Regions from separate parts of the Rattus norvegicus genome. Here region 1 is linked to region 2. The links are chromatin contacts, called in public Hi-C maps. All regions are on one chromosome and are shown on one strand. Each heading gives the region's core, a stretch centred on a gene start, on an enhancer-like site or on the middle of the called end of the contact. The rest is flanking DNA. Distances are from core to core; before and after follow the strand shown.

Region 1 (4,209 bases), core at 1,040-3,539, 100 kb before region 2:
TCACACATAGAATGAAGGGTCCTCAGGTTTGAGGAGGCAGCTGCTCCCCACTTCATCCCCATCTAATTAATTTGCTCCTACTGCCTCCCCCTCCCCTTCACGCCAGCAGCCCCTAGCAGGTGCCTAAGGCAGGCACTGAGGATTCCAAGGAATCTGAAGCTGGCCCTGCCCTTGAGAAGGTCATGATGAGCTGGTGGAAGAGAGGCACACAGCGGATCGTTAGTGACAGAGCGGAGAAGGAGAAGGACATGAGGCTCATATCCTGAAGTCGGGGAGGGAATGTCTGCCCAGGAAGGCCAAAGCAAAGGACGGAAGGCTGGCAAAAAGATTAACCAGTACAAAGGCAGAGGCTGAGGCAGGCCTGCGAGGACCTGGATGCCTGGATGCCAGTGGGTGGAGAAATGGATCCACCCACTCCCACGAGAGGCCATCTAAGGCGCTAGGGCAGGGGAGGGGCATGGCTCCTCTCAGACGCTCCACAAGTAATTCTACAGGCAGTGGTTCATCGAGATGTTAGACTTGTGTAGGAAACACATGTCAGAATCCGCCACCTCCACAGAAGGCCTCCTGGCTTCAGAAACCATTCCTGCCCAAGGACTCACATGTAATTACATCTGTAATCCAAACCCAGTGCCACGTGCTCACTTTGTATTCACAGCAGGAAAAAGTGTGTTCAGGGGTGGAGGGATGTGGTTCCTTTGGCACAGTGCTTGCCCAGCCTACACAAAGCCTGTAGTTTGATTCCCCAGTACTGTATAAACCAGGCATGAGGGTGTATGCCTGTCCTCTTAGCACTTAAGAAGTGAGGCAGAAGACCAAGAGCCCAAAAAAGAAAGGGCACGGGGCTCGGGAGATGCCTGTCAGGAAAGTATATGCCACACAAAAATGAGAACCTAAGTCTAATCCCTAGAGGCCATGAGAGGAAGAAAAAAAAAAAGTCAGGCTCAGTGGCACATGCTGGAAAAGTAGAGACAGACACACCCCCGGGGCTCACTAGCTAGTCAGCTTAGACCCCAGTAAACTCCAGGCTAATAATGAGAGAGAGAGACCCTATGTCTCAGGGACAGGAAGTGAGGGGAGAGCAGGAGAGAAGGGAGAGAAGCTGAGAAGGGATCTCAAAGTCAACACGCATGTGCAAGCACACAAACACTGATGGATACACACATGTGCAAGCACACAAACACTAATGGATACACACATGTGCACACACACAAACATTAATGAATACACACATGTGCACACTAATGGATACACACATGTGCACAGACACAAACACTAATGCATGCATACACACACACACACACACACAGAGCCAGCTGAACCCTATCTCCATCTAGGGTCCTGATCCAGGAAGGGGACAGGGCCTGCAGGACCACAGGGTGGGTACAAAGAACCTCTCAGGCACCTGCTGCCCATGTGCTGAGCCGGCGAAGGCAGGAGAAGGCAGCATGGATTCTGATGTCAGCCCTGACCCTTCCTAACTGTGTAACCCAGAACAGTGTGCCTCCTCTCTGTGAGTCTGGCACTCCTCCTCCATGAGGAGGAGACTAATAAATGACACTGGCTAGCACAGAGTGGCCACAGGCAGCTAGCAAGGTCCATGAAGCCTTCTGCATCCAAGTGCTGGAAGGAGGCAGCGTTAGCGGGCCCTTCTCTTTGTTCAATGTAGTCATCTTGGAAAGTGAAATGTGTGTGGCCTAGGGTTGTAAGGAGGAAATGAACACTACTGCAGTCTGCCCCAGGGAGCTGCAAAAAAACAGGTTTATGATTCTCTACCATATAGTCCCTATGGTCAGCCATGCTGAGCTAGGGACCCTGTGCAGAGGACCTGGCCTATCATCTGCCTTACTTGGGATGCCCTCCTATTCCCTCCCAAAGTAGTGGGAAAGCTAACAAGGAGCCCAGGGGGTCTGCAGATAGTTCAGTATGGCAGGATCTAAATATTTGGTATCCCCCGCCTGGTGACTGCAGGGCCCTAACCCTTCCTGTCAACTCACACTAGCCCCTCACTCTGAGCCTTTCCTGATACAAGCCTGCTGTGGCCCCAAACCTTGGTCCTCCAAGGACCCCAAAGATCAAAGCAGAGGTCCAGGTGTCTGAAGAACTCAGGCCAAGCCAGCTCAGCCAGCCCCAACCGTCATTAGTCAACTGGATGCTCCTTGACCAGTGTTACTGTCACCACAGCTCATCCTGCAGCCTTCATACCTCAATGGCTCTCTGTGGCCATAGGTACAAACTAGGACTTCAGCTCTCACTGCGGAAAGTCACCCAGATGTCCACTTGCTGCCCTCTGCTGCCCCCCGCTGGTAGGAAAACACCCTGCAGACTGGCCAGCTCTGTCCCTCTTACTGTCCTCTTAGAACACTAGCTCTGGTTCCCTAAGCCTCTTACTCTCTCACCTCTCTCCAACTCCAGGTCCTGGCAGCACCTCAGCGCTCAGTCAAGGATGCTGACGCTTTGGGGCAGTGAGAGACAGTGCGAAGGGGAGAGACAGGCCCCACCACCTGGGGTTCTGGGGAAAGTAGGGGAAGCGTTTACCCTAAAACACAAGCAGCAAGGGTTAGACACTGAGTGGCTAAATGTCGACCTGCAAGCTTACGAGCCCTCACAGCTGCCCTGTTTGGAAATGAAGAAAGCGGTCTGGAGACAGGTGACTTGCCCACCGAGGGGAGCAGTGGCCAAGAATCAGATGGGCTCCTTACCAGGTGCTCTGTCGGGAGAAGTCAGCACTATCTTCCCGGAGCACACACAGGTGGAGAGGAAAATCCCTCAGACCACTCCATCTCCCAAGCCCCAGTCTCTGACCCCTGCATGCCATCCCGAGCGAGAAAACCTAAAGGAGCCTGAGACACAGGCTGAGAAGCAGCCTTCACACCTTAGCCGTCACAAGGGAGGGTCTGGCAGAGAACAGGGGACACTCTGGAAGTTTCTAGAACTGAAAAGGTAGTACGGAACTGTGCTTCTTCTCCTCCCTCTCCATGTTCCTATCCAGCTGCCCGAGGCTGGGCTACTGCTTCCTTAACTGAGCAAGCAGACCCTGACGAGGACATCTTAGCTCAAGGGATGGAGGGTGAGGTGAGAACAGCAGTTGGCCTGATCCTTTAACCCACCCTGAATCCCTGATCTGTCCAAATCTGTCTACTGATGGCACCCTGACTCCCTGCCTGAGCCCAAGTACCGACAGTCTCATCCGCCTCATGGTCCTGGCCCCTTGTTCATTCAGACAGGAGACTGCTACTGTCCCCCAGCCCTGCCCCATCCTGAACAACTCCAGCATCTGGTGCTCTGACCGAATTCCCTCTCTAGAAAAGGACCTCCCCCCACAGAAGGCGCACACGCTGAGAATGGCAGACTCTCCGACCAACTCACCCACCTTCTGCACGTCTGTTCACACGTGGGGAGACTACAGGAGTAGGGAGATGACAGAGCAGCTGAAAGTCTCAAGGGGGCACCCCAGAAACCACCACCCTTAGCCGCCATCCCCTATAGCAGCTCCCCGCATCCTATATAGGAGGAAGTGCAAAAGCTTCTGTGCTCTCACTGAAGCCCCTCGCATTTCTCCCTCAGCTTTTCTTTCATGCTTCCAACACTCCAAGCAGGACCACTGGTTTGTTCATGCTTGGTTATGTCTTCCTCTAACTACTATCTCCTTTGTTGAGAAACTCCTGCATGTCCCTTAAAGTAAAGGGCCCCCACTGTAAGAATTCTCCCATCTTCTTCAGCCAGACAGCTTCCGCACAGCACCCCAGGCACACCACCACTGAATTAGAAACACATAGTTCATGCACAGCCTGGCACTAGCAAAAGTGAATCGTGAAGACCTGCTTCTCGAAACATGTGCACTCAACACAGTGCTGAGTTTATCTGCAGCTTCTGCAGCCCCCGGAGCCTTCCCCTCTATGACACTTCTCCATCTCATGAAAAAAGAAAAGAAAAAAAAATAGCCCTGAGACCTAATTTCAGCCGAACCTTCAAACGTCTCCACTTCCAACTTCCCGAGGACGGATCAACTGGCTGCCAAGTTTCCCTGAGTCTCTGCCGCCTCCCAGCTGACCCTGCTAGACTCCTCAAGGTCAACAGCATGGGCGGGCGGAGGAAGGAGGAAGAAGGAAGAACTGAGCCCACACCTAGACACGGTATAGGCCAACGGGCTTCCAGGGAACCACAGCAGTCAGCATTTCCTTGTCTCCTGCCAACCTGATTCCTGGG
Region 2 (4,017 bases), core at 322-2,821:
TAAGGAAGTAAGCCTGGCCTTAGAGGATGGGAATGAGAAGAAACTGCCCAAGAAGGGGAACAAGCCGGCATGTGGTAGGAGATGACTCAGGAGCAGGGGACCCCCAAAGCTGGGAATTCAATAAGGATAATGCACTTGGCACTTAGGCGGTGGCGAGAGGCCATAGGGTAAGGACCAAATGCCATCTGCAATCAAAAGGTAGACCATGAGCAAGGGCCACACGGTGTCAACAAGATGAGAACAAGGGAAGCTCTGCTGATTGTGGGAACCTCACAGAGTGACACTAAATCAGCGAGGGCTTCCTGAAAGAACGGTGGTGTGAACAGAAACTGAAGGAATTTACACACATCCCCTAGAAACAGAGGTGGCCGCCCCGGGTGGGGGAGCAAAATGAACTCAGGAAAGGAAGAACCACAGCATGTCATTTGAGGAACTGAAAAAGATAGACAGGAAATGAATTACCTCACAGGATCCTAGGAGTCACAGAGCATTGGTGGCGGGTGGGTGATGGAGTCCACCCCGAGATAGACTGTGGGGGAGAAACAGGTAGAGAATAGATATAGTCAGGTGACAGAATGCAGGGACATTCTCTGGAAGCTGTCTATAACCAGTACGTCAGTGGGGGCTACATGCTGGGTCTAGTCGGCGTGTGCTGGAAAGAGACCAGGCTGATGGATACCTATCTTGTGTGTTGACTTCAGTCTGATCCAGAGAGAGCTGTATGTCAGGAGCCCTGGAAGCGCCTTTACCATGTCTCTGGGTTCCCCTAAAGGACCCCCCGCCGCCAGGCAGTGACTGTTTTCCAGCCTTGGTACACAGTGCAGGGACATGTGAGAGCCTGCTGGGTGCCCCAGGTCCTGGCACAGGAGAGAGGCGATGATCCAGGCAGACAGGCTCTGGGTTCCCATAGAGCCCTGCCCAACATATGGCCAGAATCCGGCGTAGCGTTGGGGAGGGAGGGAGCTGGAGAGAATTCCAGAAGGACGCAGTATTTATGCTACAGGAAGTGGAAGAGCGTTCACAAGAACGGGAGCAATGAGTGACAGACAGAAGGGAGGAAAGGGATCTAAGGAGTCGGAGCATGGGTTGATTCCTGGAAGCCCATGAGTCCCAGAAGCCAGCTTCGGAACTTGACTTTCTTCTAAGGGTGGTAGGGAGCTGTGGAAGGTCCTGAGCAGACATCGCTTGCTCAGGGACTGAGGTCAGAGGCCCCAGTTTCCGTGCAGAGGGAGCCAGGACCAACCACTTCGCCACAGACCCCCCCCTCTCTTACAGTTAACTCCCGTCACAGGCGAGGTGGGCCACGATGGCTTCCGCTCCTGCAGAACCTAGAACTCAGTACCTCGAAAGCAGATCCTGAAGGTCATACAGGCTTGACCAGAGTATCGACGCTTGTCACTAGCAGATGTGAAGCTATTTGACTCACAGCAGCAGGAGCCACCCATGGGGTCTGCTGACTTACTGAGAGTCTACTCCAAATGCCACCTACTGAGGCTGTCGGCAGGATGCTGAGGAAATAAATCTGTTCTCTAAGACACCCCACCCCTTCTCTCCATGGTCCAGGGGCTGGAAGCAGTCGGCAGCCTAGCAGCGCCACCGTGTGGTCGAGCTGGGCCAGCACAACAAGGCGGTTCCGCTCGGAGCCAGGACATTTGTTTGTTTTGCCCAACCAGAAAGGTGCTCTAAGCCCTGGGTTCCATTCCCAGTCCTCTTTTCACTTTCCTTTTCCTTTTTCTTTAAAAACTCTTTTTGAGACAAAGTCTCCTTAAATTGCCTAGGCTGGACTTGAACTCACTCTGTAGCACAGACAGGCCTTGAACTCAAAATCCTCCTGTTTCAGCCTTCTAAGTAGCCGGGGTTACAGACATGTACCACCAGGCCCAGCTAAGGACACTTAATTATATAAAGATTCTCATGATGTATTTTCAACCTACTTCTTCAACATTATCATTGGTCTGTTGGTGATTGGCAAGTATTAGGTAATATTTATCTAATGCAAATGTATAAATGACATGGATTCTATGAGACAAAAATAGACATTTTTTTTTCAGAATTATCATCTCTTATCTGCCAAGTTAAACACGGATCATACTTTGTCAAATAGGCTTCAGTGTTTTTTCTACAGAACATGGTGTGTGTGTGTGTGTGTGTATGTGTGTGTGTATGTAGTGTGTGTGTATATATATATGTGTGGTCCCAACCATCTGTAATGAGATCTGATGCCCTTCCCTCTTCTGGTGTGTGTCTGAAGACAGTGTACTTATATATAATAAATAAATAAATCTTTAAAAAAATGTGTTTGTGGGCCAGGCAGCGGTGGCACACACCTTTAATCCCAGCCCTTGGGAGAGAGAGGCAGGCGGATCTCTGAGTTTGAGGCCAGCCTGGTCTGCAGTGTGAATCCCCCGATGGCCAGTCCTAAAGAGAAAAACCCTGTCTCAGAAAAAAAAAAATGTGTGTGTTTGTGTTTGTGGTATGCAAGGGCTGTGTGTGCGCTCTCACCTGTGGGAGTGTACATCTGTAGGCACACATATGGAGCCTGAGGCAGACATTGGGAATCTTCCTTCACTCTTCTTCACTGAGGCAGGGTCTCCCAGCTGAACCCGGACCTTGGCCACGTGGTAGTTTGCTTAAGCAGTGTCTCGGTTAGGGTTTGACTGCTGTGAGCAGACACCATGACCAAGGCAACTCATATAAGGACAGCATTCAATTGGGGCTGGCTTACACGTTCAGAGGTTCAGTCCATTATCATCAAGGGAGGGAGCAGGGTAGCATCCAGGCAGGCCTGGTGCAGGAGGAGCTGAGAGTTCTACATCTTCATCTGAAGGCTGCTAGTGGAAGAATGGCTTCCAGACAGTGACACACCCACTCCAACAGGGCCACACCTCCAAATAGTGCCACTCCCTGGGCAAAGCACATTCAAACCACCACAGGCGGCTTGATCCAGCAGTCCCCTATAGCTACTTTTGGGTTTTTTTTTCTTTTTTTTTTCAGAGCTGGGGACCGAACCCAGGGCCTTGTGCTTGCTAGGCAAGCGCTCTACCACTGAGCCAAATCCCCAACCCCCCCTATAGCTACTTTTGGAGCTCTGGGATTACTGGTGGCCCATCAGGCCCTCCTGGCATCTACATGGCATTGTGGGTTTGAGCAGCACCTTCACACTAATAAGCAGGGTCATTATCCACTGTGTCCTCTCTACGCCCGACCACTGAAGTGATTTTTTAAAAGAATTATTTATTTATTTATTTATTTATTTATTTATTTATTTATTTATTTATTTATTTATTTCATGTACACTGTTACACTCTTCAGACACACCAGAAGAAGGCACTGAATCCCATTACAGATGGTTGAGGTGGTTGTGAGCCACCATGTTGTTGCTGGGAAATTGAACTCAGGACCTCTGGAAGAGCTCTTAACCATTCGGCCATCTCTCCAGCCCCAATTGAAGAAATTTTTATTAGCGTTTTTTTTTAAAATTATCTTTTGATGTTTCTTTATGCTTCACGTTTTAAAATTCAAAACGTATTCTACACATACATACACATCCTTTTAAAACTTTATCCTTGTTGGGTTCAGTATTTATATTGATCATGCCACGGTTTTATTGATTTGTTAGTGTCCCTTTCTATCCTAAAACCAGCACGTCACAGCGCAGCTTGACTTGCTGAATGACTAATGAATACAGTCATCCTCGCTGACGCATATATGCAGGAACCATTGCTTTGTACAGACAAACTTGTTTAAATTCACCACATCCTTTCTTCGCTGCCCTTTCTTTCTTTCTTTCTCTCTTTCTCTCTCTCTCTTTCTTTCTTTCTTCCTTCCTTCCTTTCTCTCTCTCTCTCTCTCTCTCTCTCTCTCTCTCTCTCTCTCTCTCTTTCTTTCTTTCTTTTATTTTTAAAGTCCTAGGATGTTTATTACAAAGGTAAACCCTGATCCTTGAGACTGGCTTTTCGGTAAGATTTCTGGTACCGGGGACGGGCACCGGAACCGCCAAACTTTTTTGGATTCGCA

Evidence for each region. A called contact is a pair of places that touch in the nucleus more often than the background predicts.
Region 1: a contact with region 2 is called in a Hi-C map of Schwann cells, with 6 times the contacts expected there. The contact joins two enhancer-like sites. A contact is called at or near these places in 8 of 12 Hi-C or Micro-C datasets (the A7r5 cell line, the Rat2 cell line, Schwann cells and 5 more).

The regions. Positions count from the first base shown.
Region 1 is chr3:39,400,556-39,404,764 of GRCr8, reverse strand. The region is part of intron 2 of Dab2ip (DAB2 interacting protein); the gene reads right to left. Among named protein-coding and RNA genes, the nearest start is that of Dab2ip, 90 kb to the right of the region's middle. Within about 2 kb of position 2,289, at least 2 of the 93 cell types and tissues checked have an H3K27ac peak or open chromatin away from gene starts, as enhancers often do.
Region 2 is chr3:39,296,900-39,300,916 of GRCr8, reverse strand. It overlaps the pseudogene Rps16-ps8. Among named protein-coding and RNA genes, the nearest start is that of Dab2ip, 14 kb to the left of the region's middle. Within about 2 kb of position 1,571, at least 11 of the 93 cell types and tissues checked have an H3K27ac peak or open chromatin away from gene starts, as enhancers often do.